Regions from separate parts of the Mus musculus genome. Here regions 1 and 3 are each linked to region 2. Evidence: chromatin contacts called from public HiChIP or PLAC-seq data. All regions are on one chromosome and are shown on one strand. The core of a region is the stretch at or near the end of the contact, and the rest is flanking DNA. Distances in the headings are between cores, read along the strand shown.

Region 1 (4,301 bases), core at 1,079-3,578, 1.6 Mb after region 2:
TGGGAATCCAAGGTGCTAAGAGAACTCAGAAAAGCTGTGAGAAGAGGTCTGTGTTGCTGAGCATAAGCGATCCTCTCTTAGGAACATGATAGCCCTGAGCAAGAAGAAATGCATGGACACAAACAGATGCTACCCAAAGTAGACCGAAAGCCAAGAATGACCATTGCCAGAACTCCATCTGCAATGAGAGAAAGCAGATTCTGATCGGTCCCCTTAATGCCAGCATGAAGCCTTGGGCTCAAAACCCCAGGAGGTGGGGGGGGGGGGGGAACAGAAAGAAAGGAAAGGAGGGAGGAGAGGAAGAAAGGAGGGAGAGAGGTGAAAAAGGCAGGATAGGAAGGAGGAAGAGAGGTGTTAATACACCTAGGTTGGCTTTTTCAGCTATGACAAAGTCTTTAACTACTTCTCTGTGATTAAAAACAAAATCAGATTGTGTAAGGGCCAGGAGACCTGAGGTGGAGCTAAGTAGTACCCTGACTAGCTATTTATATTTTATCTTTAATCTTTTTTACGGTCCAGTCGTTTCACCCCTCCTGTTCTGCCCTCTAACAAGTCCCCATCCCATTCCTCCCCCCACCCCCGTCTCCAAGAGGGTCTCACACACACACACACACACACACACACACAGAGTCACCCAACCAGGCCTCCCCATTCTCTGGGGCCTCAAGTGTCTCAAGGGTTAGGTGCATTCTCTTATTGCAGCCAGATTAGGCAGTCCTCTGCTGTGTATGCCCTACTAGCTATTTTTAATTTTAATTCTTTAGCCACATTCATGTGATACAGAATGTGCCGGTGACGTTCAGCCTCTCTTTACCCGGGTCTCCCATCATAATCAGTCTCACTTGCATCTTCTCTACTTTATCTTTCACACCACATTACTCTCTTTACTTCTAAAATGGCAGTCAGATGCACTATAGGGTCCAGAAATTATCCTTCAAAGGCACATGGAGTCATCAAACCGGGAAGCCCTTGACCCGGAACCACATTACAAAAATATTCAGGTTGGAGACCCAGCTCAGTTGGTAAAGTGTCCTTGTGACTTACAGTTGGAACCTGCAGAGCTCCATTGTGGGAGGAGGGCAATCTCTGGACTTGGAGCTACAATACAGGTTTATTTTGAAATCCTCCCAACCCTTGCTTCTTGGGACTGCCACACCTAGTTATCATCTGACCTCCACGTGCATGCAGTAACATTCATCCACATACCTACAATAAATAAATAAACAAACAAACAAACGTGATGAAGGTATTTGAGTGCAGTTTGGGTGTACAGACTTATTTATAGGACCTAATTTATTTACCCTTCTGGTGTATCAACTTTATTCTTAAGATACACGCCAGAAAATGGGAAACTGAAGAACAACTGCGTGCTGGGAACAGAACCCCTGTGGTTGTGAGTCTTAGCCCACTAACTAGAAGTTTCCCTAACCCTCGGTCTAATGATTTTCTTCCTTGGAAATAAAAGCTGCAAGCGTCTATTTTGCCACAAGGTGTCAGGCCGGGGTAATTTAATCTTCAAAGGCCTTTTACACTATCTGATGGGAGTCAGTGAACCCAAACATTATCCACGGAGCACTAAGACACGCAGGACAGTGGAGTTCAGATCATCCCTTTAATTCCAGCACTCGGGAGGCAGAAGTAGGCTGATCTCAGAAAAAGAGGAGTTTGTGACCCAGGGTCACATTAAAAACAACACTCAGGTTGGAGACGCAGCTCCACCTTGGTCGTTAGTGTCTAGAGTCTGAGTTGAATCTGCAAAACTCTGTGGTGAACGGAGGGTGGTCCCTAGCGTCAGAGCTACGGGTTATTTTTAAATCCTCTCAACCCTGTGCTTCTTGTGACCACCACACCGAGGTATCATCTGACCTCCACGTGTGTATCATAATATTCATTCACATAGCTACAATAAACAAATAAACCCGGTGTAAAAGTCACTCACAAACTCAGATTCATCCTCTGACTGTCCTAACAGCTAGTCGTCTGAGAAACTGCTCTGTTGGAAGAGCGCTCCACCGCGGACGGCGTAATCGCTACAGAGCAGTTGGTCTCCAAGTGTGGGATCCAGGATCACTACAGCGTCGCCCGGCAACAGGCGAAATGCACAACTGCAGATTTCGACCAGGTCCCAGTCGGTTTCCAGTGAGCCCTGCTGGTGACCCTGGGTCCCCCTTGCACAGCCAAGGATTCGCCCCCGGCGACGCCCCTCCCACGGCGGCCGCAGCGAAGCCCCTGGGTGTGAGCAGGAGCTGGTCTCCGGCAGGGGGCGCTGTGCGCGCGGCGGCCGAGGGGCGGGGTCTGCGGAGCGGGCTGTGCTGGGCAGCGAGATTCGGGCTCCGCGTGGGACTGGGAGTCCGTCCGGGCAGCGAGCGCCTCGCCGTCGGGTCCCACGGAGAAGCCGGTGAGTCCCGAGTCTCGTTCGCAGGCCGCTTGCTCCCCGCCTCCGCGGGCCTTGGGAATCTGCTGCGGGCCGGGGAAGGGGTGAGGCGGGTCTCAGGGGCGGGCGGTGGTGCTCCGGGCAGCGGGGCGCCCCTTCGGCCCCTCGCGGATCTCGGCGAGCCCCGCGGGGAGCAGGTCTCCGCGGTCCCGGCTCTGGAGCTTAGGTCAACTTTGCAGTCAGGTTGGGTTCCCCCGGTAAGTTTGCCAACTTGGCAGTTTCCGCAAGTTTGCCTCGCTGGATGAATGACTCGTCCTGCTGTTTGAGCTGGTTTCTTCATGGAATTTTTTTTTTTTTTTTTTCATTTTAAGTCTTTGGAACACCGGTCCTACTCTTTCGGGATCTGAGTAGGATTCGGGTTTAAAATAGTCAGAGCTTTTAAATAAGGCACTCTGGTGAAAGCAACTAACAGACGTTTGTAGTCCAAGAATTTAAGTCCACTTCAAATTTAGTTATGCTGTTCCGTTGAGGTGGGGGATACATCCACATCTCGATATAAAATCAAGGGAATGTATTTAATATTAATGTTAAGCACTTGGGGAAGCAATGCTTTAAGAAACAGCCCGCTGTAGAACACCTTCCCCTCTTCCAATAATTAACTGTGGCAAAGCAAAAAAATACATTTGAAAGACTCGTGGGACATGCACTGCAACCCACAATGTATTCCAGTCACTGGGTTTCTTGGATTCTAAACTCCTTCCCATAAACATGAGTCTGTTGGGCTGTGTCAATATTTAGCAGGAACAACAAGCCAGCCAACCTAATCCAGGAAAACAGAAATCACTATTTAATGGGGAAGAAAGCTGGAGAATGTTGGTTCAAATCCTGGAGTTCTTGACATCTCTGCACTATGCTGTTTCCTGCTGAGTTTGCTGGACAGCCTGATGAAACCTCTCCTGTAGAAGTGTAATTATAGGTGTAGCTAAGGTCTGGTGGAAGAAGGCATGATTTATTTAGCTGATAGTTTGTTTTCCTGGTTTCTGGGCATACAGTCAACAATCACCTTTACGGGCATTGGCTCTTTTCCTTAGCGATGCTCCTCAGAGTGGTACCATGCAAACAAATGGCTAGGCATCTCCTCTGGGCCACTCTGTCCTTCCACCCAGAATCTCTCAGCAGTGGCTGTCTGTCATGTCAGCAAGCACCAACAACTCACTGCAGGTCACAGGACTGGGTAAAGAAAGGGGCTCTCATCCGTTTTCTCCACTTCCTTTCCAGAGCCACCATCTGTCTATACACTATTATCCTTTAAGATGTATGGCATTACCACACAGGTCTTAATGGAGCGTTTCCCTGTCCTAAACTTTCTTTGAGAACAGACTTATCATTTAACTTTGTATTTCCCGTGTCTGCCATCATTGTTCAGTGTGATTAATGAATTAACAGTGAACAGCTATAGATTTATGCTTCACTATCTTAAACATTGTGAATCACAAAACTTAAAATACACTCTAAACGTAGCAAACTGTTTCTTATACTTGTTACTACAGTGCATGCTACCCTATTCCTAGATACCCAACACCAACCTACTCACTTTATAGTACTGGTTAAGGTCAGAAAATGGCATGGGTAATACATTTTGAAGACAGACTGTTAGCCCCTCAAGGGCAGCCTTGAAATCTCCTTCTCTTTTTCCTCTTTGATATTGGCCTTGTAAGAACTTGTTGAATGACCTAGACTTTACCCAGAATTCTTTCAAATGGAAATGGTCAACACACACCTCAAACTCAAAAAAAAACAAACAAACAAACAAACAAAAAGGCATGAACTACTGCCAGCAAGATTTGTCACTGTCCTTCTTCATTTTTTTTAAATTTTTTTATTGGGCATTTTCCTCATTTACATTTCCAATGCTATCCCAAAAGTC
Region 2 (4,041 bases), core at 690-3,189:
CTCTTCCTAGAAAGTGTACAGTGGACTAAGTTTCAGTCATCTTTAGTTCAAGGCTTAAAAGGAAATAGATTTCCCTCACATTTAAATTTTTTTCTAAAGGTTTAAAAATAAGTCATACATTTAAGGTTTTTTTTTTAAAATAATATTTCTGATAGTAAGCTATGTAATGATATAGATAAATTCGGTCTTTAATTAGGAAGCTACAAAAGTTAAAATAGAACTTTCCTTCCCTAATTTTAAGAACTGTCTTAATTGAAAAAATGTAAATACTGTTTTATTTTTATGTTTCTGTATATATGTTTTATATATTTCATGAGTAGGGGGTTCTAATTGTCAACCTGAGTGGGGTATTTACTCAATGTAAGAGAGGAAAGACCTCTAGGAGAAAGCCTAGATAGAACCAGGAGCTACAGAGGTGTTTCAAGGAACTCAGTGCAGAATGTGAAAAACTGTAGGAAGAGACCCTCTCATGCTTCCACACGTTGATCTTAGACTGAGAGTTGGATAGAGAGGGACTGCACAGAAGGCATTTACTGTCTGCCTTCCCCCCAAAGGCTCTCTCTCTCTCTCTCTCTCTCTCTCTCTCTCTCTCTCTCTCCCTCTCCCCCTCTTTCCTCCCCCCTCACACACACACACACACACACACACACACACACACACACACACACACACACTCACACACACACACACACACACACACACACACACACATGTTTTATTTTCAGTCCATTTTGTTCCCTTATGGCTAAATTTACACTTAACCAAAGACCCCCAAGAACAAGGTTGTTAGGGACTGGGAAAACAAAGACCTCTACCGACCAAACAATTGCGTCTTAACTGGTAGAATAAGTGAGCCTTTGTAGCTAGATGTGTGCATATATGTGCACATAAACCTATGCATTGATGTATCTAGCTTCCATAAGTAAGTTTGACAGCTAAAAGTTCCTTTCTCCGCTGCGAACTGACCACCACAGTGCATTTAATGGGCTCTGTTTTCAGCTGAACCTTTCGCCCCTACAGGAGACTGGGAAGCTTTTTTTTCCCGGCCATTGACGCCTTGATGCAGGGGGCCCTAGAGGTGAGCAGGCAGAAAATGACTAAAGGAAACGCTCTCTTCCAGATCCCTCCACAGTCTTTCCTACTCTTCTTGGGTTCCCGCCCCCTAAACCCCTTAGAAAGTTGGCTCAGAAGCGGGGCAGAAGGGTCGAGAGATTGGTGCTGGTGGTTTCAGGAGGAGGAGCAGTGAGACCCGTGTGGCAGCTGTCATCTCTCCTTGCTACTCCGGGAACCTAGACCCTACAGAGTCCACAGCTCCAAGCTGAGCGCTCACAGTCTCCGCGCCTCGCTGTAGTCACCACATCTCCAACTCCTTGCGCTCGCCCTCTCTCGGACACTGCAGAGGGGGCAGCTCTTGGACCCACGGAGGAACGCCACGCTCCCTGTACAGACTGCGTCGGCTGCATCCCGGGTTCCGCAGCTTACAGCTCAGCCTGGGGACTCGGCGGCTGGAAAATGCCAACTTGCACCTGAATGTCCCCACCCCATTCCGCCTGCACCCAGCAACGGCAGGGGGCGGGGTAAAGGGGGCGGAGGACTCCGATTCCCTGGTGGACTCAGGAAGTTGTCCTTTAAAAAACACATCTTCAGCCCGCCTTTGAGCGCCGCCTCGTCAGAACAGTATGTGGACTGGTTCGCCAGGTCCCCTAAGTGTTCTGGGCTGCTGCCGCCGCCGCCTCAGTCCAAGCAGCCGCTGTGGGCAGCGAGAGCCACGCGCAGGTCGAGGTGCGGGGGCGCGCGGGCACTCTGTTCCCAGCTTGCTGCTGGCCTCTTCTTCTCTGGAGGTGGCAGTCACTGTTGCTGCGGAGGAGCCAGCCTGCATCTCCCTGCCTGTTGGTCGCTCAGTAAGGAGTTGAGACTACACCTCCAGCGGGGACCCACATGGCTTGTTACCTGGTCATCAGTTCGAGACATCTCAGCAATGGGCACTACCGGGGCATTAAGGGAGTCTTCAGAGGGCCCCTCTGCAAGAATGGATCTCCGTCTCCGGTAATGTGCACACAGACGCACACACCCATCCGTACACGTTCAAAACCGAATGCAAACAAAAAGAGACATTAGGAGATACTGTCCTGACTGATAGAGCAGGTTTGTCTCCTAGGGAGTAAGCGCTCTGTCAGCAGACACACTTTGCAGACAATTATAGCGAGGGGTGTGTGTTTGCGAGTTTCTTGTCGTCCCAGTCATTTGATCTGTAGTGGTATGTATGCAAATGTTCACTGAGCACAGTTAACTGCAGGGAGAAGGTAGATCTTCCCTCAGAGTGCACTAGGAATCTGAGGATTTGGGTAGTGAAGAAAGTTTGAGTGACACTCTATAATGTGTTTTGTGAAGTCATACTTTCAGATTAGTTTAATAATTTTACAGCTGCTTTATAAGAAAATAAACTCTTCAAGGGGTTTGTTTGTCTTGGAGAAATGAAAAGGGGTGGTTTCTCAGAGTTCTAAAATCTAAGACTCAAATTCTTTAGAAGAAAGTGAATGAGGTTTTTTTGTTTTGTTTTTTTTTTTGTTTGTTTGTTTTTGGTTTTTTTTTTTTTTTGTGGAAAATCAAATCAGATTGTTTGCTGTATTTCAGAACATTAAGTTAACCTGCAATTTCAGTTGTTTCATTTTGCTTAGTAAACTGTTCAAATTCTGTCATCCAAAATCAAAGGCTTTACTATATCAATTAATTATATCAATTTACTATATCAATCAATAACAGGTGCTATAAACTAACGTTTTAAGGGCTCAAATGAGTTTAAAGAAAAATGTACGTATATATGTGTGCATGCATGCACATATACATAGTTTGAGTATTTTTACATGTATGATCAGTTTTAGACCACAGTAAGTGACCAAGTATCCAAACTCAATGAACAAGTTTCTAATCTGGTTTTGAGAGTATTTTTATTCTGTATGACGTAGAGAGGAAGAATTTAACTTACTCGAGTATTTTCTACCTCATACTTTTCATTACAGCTGAATACTTCATTAGTGTGAACTATTTACAACTGCTATATATTATAAATACCACTGGTTAAACAGCATCTGTGATTTGCATGTGGAATCTGGAATCGGGAGGTTACGTGTACTCACATACATTACTAAGATTCCCAATGACAGACTCTCTGCTCATGTTTTAAAATGTGTGTTGTTGTAACACCCCAAACTAAATGAGAAGAAGCCAGAAGTGTTACTGGGAAAACACTGTTTGCATTAACAGTTACAATTAAACTCACAGGGCTAGAAAGGGACTTGGCAGTTACAGCTGACTGAAAAATATAGCCCACAGTCAGCCTAAGCAGTGGGTCTGAATCTTGCCTGCTTTAAAGATTTTAAGGATTGGGGTTCCTGCAGCCTCAGCAAACTATTACAGTGTTCAACAACTCACTGTGTCAGGAGCATTTTCCTCAGGGCAAACCTCTCCTCCCTCTTCTTCCTTAGGCACATGTTGTCTTGTAAACCTAGGATGCTCCAATTTTCTTAAGGGCATTCTTTCTTAGTGTGTTGATAATCCCTGTGACTGACTCCATAACCTTCCTGAGTTGGATTACTGTGTTCTAGTATATATGTCTCAGTCTTGGGATGAAAGAATATCTCATCGTATTTACACATTTTAATTTTATTCAAGGAGATTAGAGTATGATGTTGAACTAAATTCTCTAGTGTTATAAAAGGAAGTTTCTGTCCTTTGGTCAAGGATATCTCTGTGTCTCTTTCTCTGGTTGCTCATGTCCCCAAAGCCTGGATGACCTTATACAGACTGAGTGTGCAAATATGGACAACAGACACCAGCCTTCCAGCCACTTGGTTGCGCTGGCTGTCCAGGGTACAGCTGCTATACCTATGCTATAATTTACTTGGCTGACTCCATTGCTGTGTTAATCTGCTTATTTTGTTTTCATGACTCTTCAGTTTGACTCATTGGATGATGTTCAGTAAAATGATTTATGAGCTATTTTAGAAACATGTAAAATATCTTTCACATGTAGTACACAAA
Region 3 (4,105 bases), core at 117-2,616, 1.7 Mb after region 2:
AATAAACAGAGTCCATGTCTCAACAGCTTTTAAAGATATTTTAAATGTACAACTTACCTGTTTTCTGTAATAACTTATGGCTTTGTACAACTGAGAATAAAAACGTGATAACCTTTGCTAGACCTTATGTAATGCTTTTGTTTATGTGATTGGAAAGCTACATCTTCTCACCAAATGCTAAGGACACAGCAGTTTCCTCCACTGGTCCTCCAAAAGTGTTAGAAATACCCTGCTGTTTTCACTATTTGACAGTAGTTGAAGTGAAACAATAAACACTGATATAAAATGTAAGGATTTTTTTTCTCCCCGTTACCAAAATGGAAAGTATTTCCCAGTTGTCAGTCTTTCCCCCTAATACATCACTAACAGCGGAGTTTGTGCCTAAACTTTAAACCTCAGCTGTATGTATTTGGGGGTGGGGAAGAGATGCTTTTCACAAGGATCAAACAAAGAATGTTTCCCAGGTTGAACTTGCAGAGGTTAATCTGTGTATGCCTTTCAAAGGGGAAAGTGCAGTGCCCTGAGGATCGATCTAAGACCCTCTTCTGCTTTTGTTCTGATTTGTCTAGTTAATAAACCACCAAGAAAGATAATTTTTAAACCTAATTTGCTGAAATGAGAATTTACTAACGTCTGAGGGTGGGGGAAGTAAATTTGACAATTTTCGACAAATTGGTTTTATATTAAAAAAAAATCTCCACTGACACTTTTGACTAAAAAGGTAAATAAAAGATCCCCATCTACTTGTTAATCCAAAATCGGGGGGGGGGGGGATTAGAGAAAGCAAGGTGCCCTTACACAGCTCAGCGAACCCTGGATGCTCCAAGGCCACTGCAGCTCTCCGCAGGCACGCTGGTCTCCTGACTCGGCTTCACCTTCCAGTCCGCACAGAGCTCGGGGGCACCGGCGACAGGGAAGGTCAGAGTCCACAGACTAACCCCTACAGCCCACGGCTGAGAAGGGCCTCCAGTCCCAGGGAGTTTTAAAATGCGGTTCGTGGAAGGGCATTTCTGATCATTCCCTTTCAAGGACATGATGCAGCCGAAAGGGAGAAAAAAAGCGCACTTTCTTCGAGGTTTGTGTGGAACAGAGTAGGGAGAAGGGGGGTGGACAGGGAGGAGGGCACTAATCAAAGCCAAGTCCGGGGCGGCGTGGCGAGCGTCTCGGAGGTAGTGGAGTGTAAACGCGGGCGGGATCCACGTAGGGCTGCTCCCACGGGGGGTCTCCGCAAGATCGCGCGCAGGCGTGGGGACCGCGGCCGGGTGGGTCCCCACGCACTCTGCCCCGACCGACCCGCGCCCCCCTGCGCGTCACCGCCAGCCCTGCCTCCGCGCGCCTCCTCCTGCTCCACCTCCCCGGCGCGGCGCGGTCCGGCTCGGGGGCAGGAGGAGCTTGGGCGGGAGGAGCACTCCGTAGGCCCGGGAGCTCGGCGGGCCCTCGGCGCGGGGGAGCCACGGCGCTGCGCTGCGAGCGTGGCTCGGAGAAGAGGGCGTGGAGGTGAGCCGGGTGGCCAGAGCGCCGAGGTGGCCGATCCGGGGTCGCCGAGCAGCGGGTGCTGTGCGGGAGCCGCATCTTTCCTCCCGGATTCCGGGGGGGGCTTGGAGCTGGCCAGGGGGCGAGTGGGAGGGGTGCTGGAGGGCGTCCGTCGCACGCATTCCGCCCCCTTATCCCCGTCGGTCTTCCCAGAGCTCTGGGAAGTCCTCGGGTCCGGGCCCAACAGAAAGGAGGCCAGGAGAGACCTTGTCCCAGGTCGGATGTGCCCGAAAGGGAAAGGACCCGCAGGTTACTTTTGCCAGCCACTTTGGATTGATGCGGCACTTTTCACTGTCGTACAGCACTGCTTGCCAAACAGGTAAATAATGCCTGCAGTGGCTTTGCTTATAAACCCGGTCATGTAATCCGGGTGTGCTCAGGCCATTTTGCGTTTAGAAGTAATTGGTCTGGTCTTTCAGTGTCCTTAATTACCTCTGCGTCCCGTGTTCAGCCTCAGCTGAAACTTGTTGAAAATTATGCCCTAAAAATCTTGTTCTGAAAATAACATAGGGAGATAAAGAGATTTTATTTTTCCTGTGGTCGGGGAGAATTCCATTTATTATCTTCACTATCCTGTGAAGCAGGATTGGTGTCAGTGTTTACTCTTCAGGCAGATTGTTTGTTTGTTTGTTTGTTTTTAAGTAGAAAAACTTATTCTGACCCACATTTAATTATCGCCCATCACTGTAGGTGAAATAAAATTCAGACTCCTGCCCCCACTTCAACCCTCAGTACTTGATTACCTAAAGCCCCAGTTAACCACCCCACTGCTTGCAACCTTCTTCTCTCTAGTCTACCCTACCACCACCCTTTTAATAGTTTTTTTAATTACTTATTTACTGAGTTGATGTTTTCTTTGACACTGTACTCACCCCCCCCCCTCCATCCCCCGCATCCTCAAGATAACCTATTTGGAAACGTAAGATAGGAAAACCAGAGTGTTTAGCTGCACCGGGGCAGCTATCAGGCTGCCTGGAGATGCTCCTGAGATGGTGGCATTCACTGCGGTTTCTGCCTCTCAGCTAGTCTGGGCGGGGTGGGCTGGCTGGGGCTGGGGCTGGGGGGCAGTTTCAGCAGTGATAAGTTAGCTAATTGTGAAAGATGGGAATGAGGAGCTTCATGAAATCACTCTTATTGTACTGGTACTATGGAAAATGCTCTTCTATTGAATGAGCATAATTGTACTTTAGCACTGGAACAGAGCACAGATAAAGGCAGAATTTTAAAATGATTACACATGATACAGAAAAAAGAGAAGGGTAAAGATGCAACGAAAGCTCAAAAGGCTAGGCCTGTGAGAAAAGAGGCAGGCAGAATATCTGGAGGTGCAGTTACTCTTTGCTCAGCCTGTAACTATGACTCTGAGGTAACCAAGACATTGACATAGACATAACATTGACACACCACTTAAATCCTCTGAGGCCTTTTGGGCCCACGGATCTTAACCATGGGAAAGAGAGATCTGGCCTAGAGCCTCATTACATTTTCTTTGGCCTTGGTGTTTATAAAAATGCATTTAGTGACAAAGAACATTCATTGCATACATAGTTGGTATGTGCCAGGCAGAGTGGATAGGAGTGTGTGTGTGTGTGTGTGTGTGTGTGTGTGTGTGTGTGTTTTGAGGATTTAAGTAAACAGTCCAAGAGCAAATAAGCACTTCTTTAAAACAACTCCCCGGGAACTTAACAGGGGCTGGAAGATGCTTGGTGAGTAGGCTGGAATCAATCACATCTGTAGGAGGCAGAGTCGGGTGGAAAAGAGATCTGTTTTTTCCACTTCTTGAAAAGAATTCTGGGGCTGGGCAGTAGGAAATATGGGGCCATCAGGATAAGGCTGGAGAGGTGAGCAGAAGCTGTCATATTTGGGACCTTTTGGGTCACAGTCAGGTATGAGAAGAAGCCGTTGACTTTTAAGGAAGAGAAATATTTTATGCCATTTGTGTTTTAAGGGGACCACAGCTCTTAGGTAGAGAGTGGGTATAGGTAAAAAGTGAAGAGAGACTGAAAGGTAAAGATAAGATACTGGCAAGCGAGGCATGACGATATTGCCCTTCAGGTGCCAGGTCCTGAGGCTGGGGCACTTGAGCCCAGGAGTTTGAGACCAGCCTCAACAGCACAGGGGACCTCATCTCAGAGTTGGGGAGGGGGAGGACTGGGGGTGAAGGTTTGATGTGAGAACAGATAAGAGCACCTGGGCTAGTTGGGTGTGCTGGTGTCCTCAGAGAAGGCATAAGAGGTACTTTAAAGGGCTGAGTTTGATGGCACCCACCTTTGATCTCAGCAGAGGCAGGCAGATCTCTATGAGGCAAGGCCAGCCTGGTCTACATAGCAAGTCCCAGACCAGCGAGAGCTACAAGACACTATGAAACCAAAGAACAGGGGTTTCCTGGTGAGGGCAAACAAAGCATAGAGATTGAATCCCCACTGCAGAGTCATCGCTTGAGCACCCGATAGGGAGTGGTGAAGCTGGGATACTGCAGGTAGAGTTGAGTTTTGAACCTGTTAGGTTTGAGATGTCATGAGAAAGGCTATGATCCGATGCCTTTAGAAGGCAGAAAGGGTGGTCTCCAGGG

Evidence for each region. HiChIP or PLAC-seq counts read pairs in DNA pulled down with a chosen protein or histone mark.
Region 1: a contact with region 2 is called in an H3K4me3 HiChIP or PLAC-seq map of stem cell-derived neural progenitor cells, with 6 times the contacts expected there. The contact joins the promoter of Steap1 here to the promoter of Zfp804b in region 2. A contact is called at or near these places in 6 of 39 promoter capture datasets (the 3T3-L1 cell line, cranial neural crest, frontonasal cranial neural crest and 3 more), 2 of 484 Hi-C or Micro-C datasets (cerebral cortex and cortical neurons), 1 of 115 datasets of contacts at active chromatin or transcription factors (stem cell-derived neural progenitor cells) and 1 of 9 other capture datasets (embryonic stem cells).
Region 3: an H3K27ac HiChIP or PLAC-seq map of embryonic stem cells shows a contact between it and region 2, with 8 times the contacts expected there. The contact joins the promoter of Steap2 here to the promoter of Zfp804b in region 2. A contact is called at or near these places in 2 of 39 promoter capture datasets (hippocampal neurons and liver), 3 of 115 datasets of contacts at active chromatin or transcription factors (embryonic stem cells, epiblast stem cells and stem cell-derived neural progenitor cells) and 1 of 9 other capture datasets (embryonic stem cells).

Annotation. Positions count from the first base shown.
Region 1 is chr5:5,747,344-5,751,644 of GRCm38.p6, reverse strand. Steap1 (six transmembrane epithelial antigen of the prostate 1) reads left to right here and starts at 2,328. Exons shown (of 5, transcript NM_027399.3): 1 at 2,328-2,398. It overlaps Gm46900 (atherin-like), which reads right to left. Exons shown (of 2, transcript XM_017321192.2): 2 at 1,455-3,194. The coding sequence starts at 2,714. The coding sequence ends at 2,031.
Region 2 is chr5:7,342,276-7,346,316 of GRCm38.p6, reverse strand. It overlaps Zfp804b (zinc finger protein 804B), which reads left to right and starts at 1,939. Exons shown (of 4, transcript NM_001163223.1): 1 at 1,939-2,046. The coding sequence starts at 1,939.
Region 3 is chr5:5,691,350-5,695,454 of GRCm38.p6, reverse strand. Steap2 (six transmembrane epithelial antigen of prostate 2) reads left to right here and starts at 1,366. Exons shown (of 6, transcript NM_001103156.2): 1 at 1,366-1,497. All of the region lies in intron 1 of Gm40262 (a long non-coding RNA gene), which reads right to left.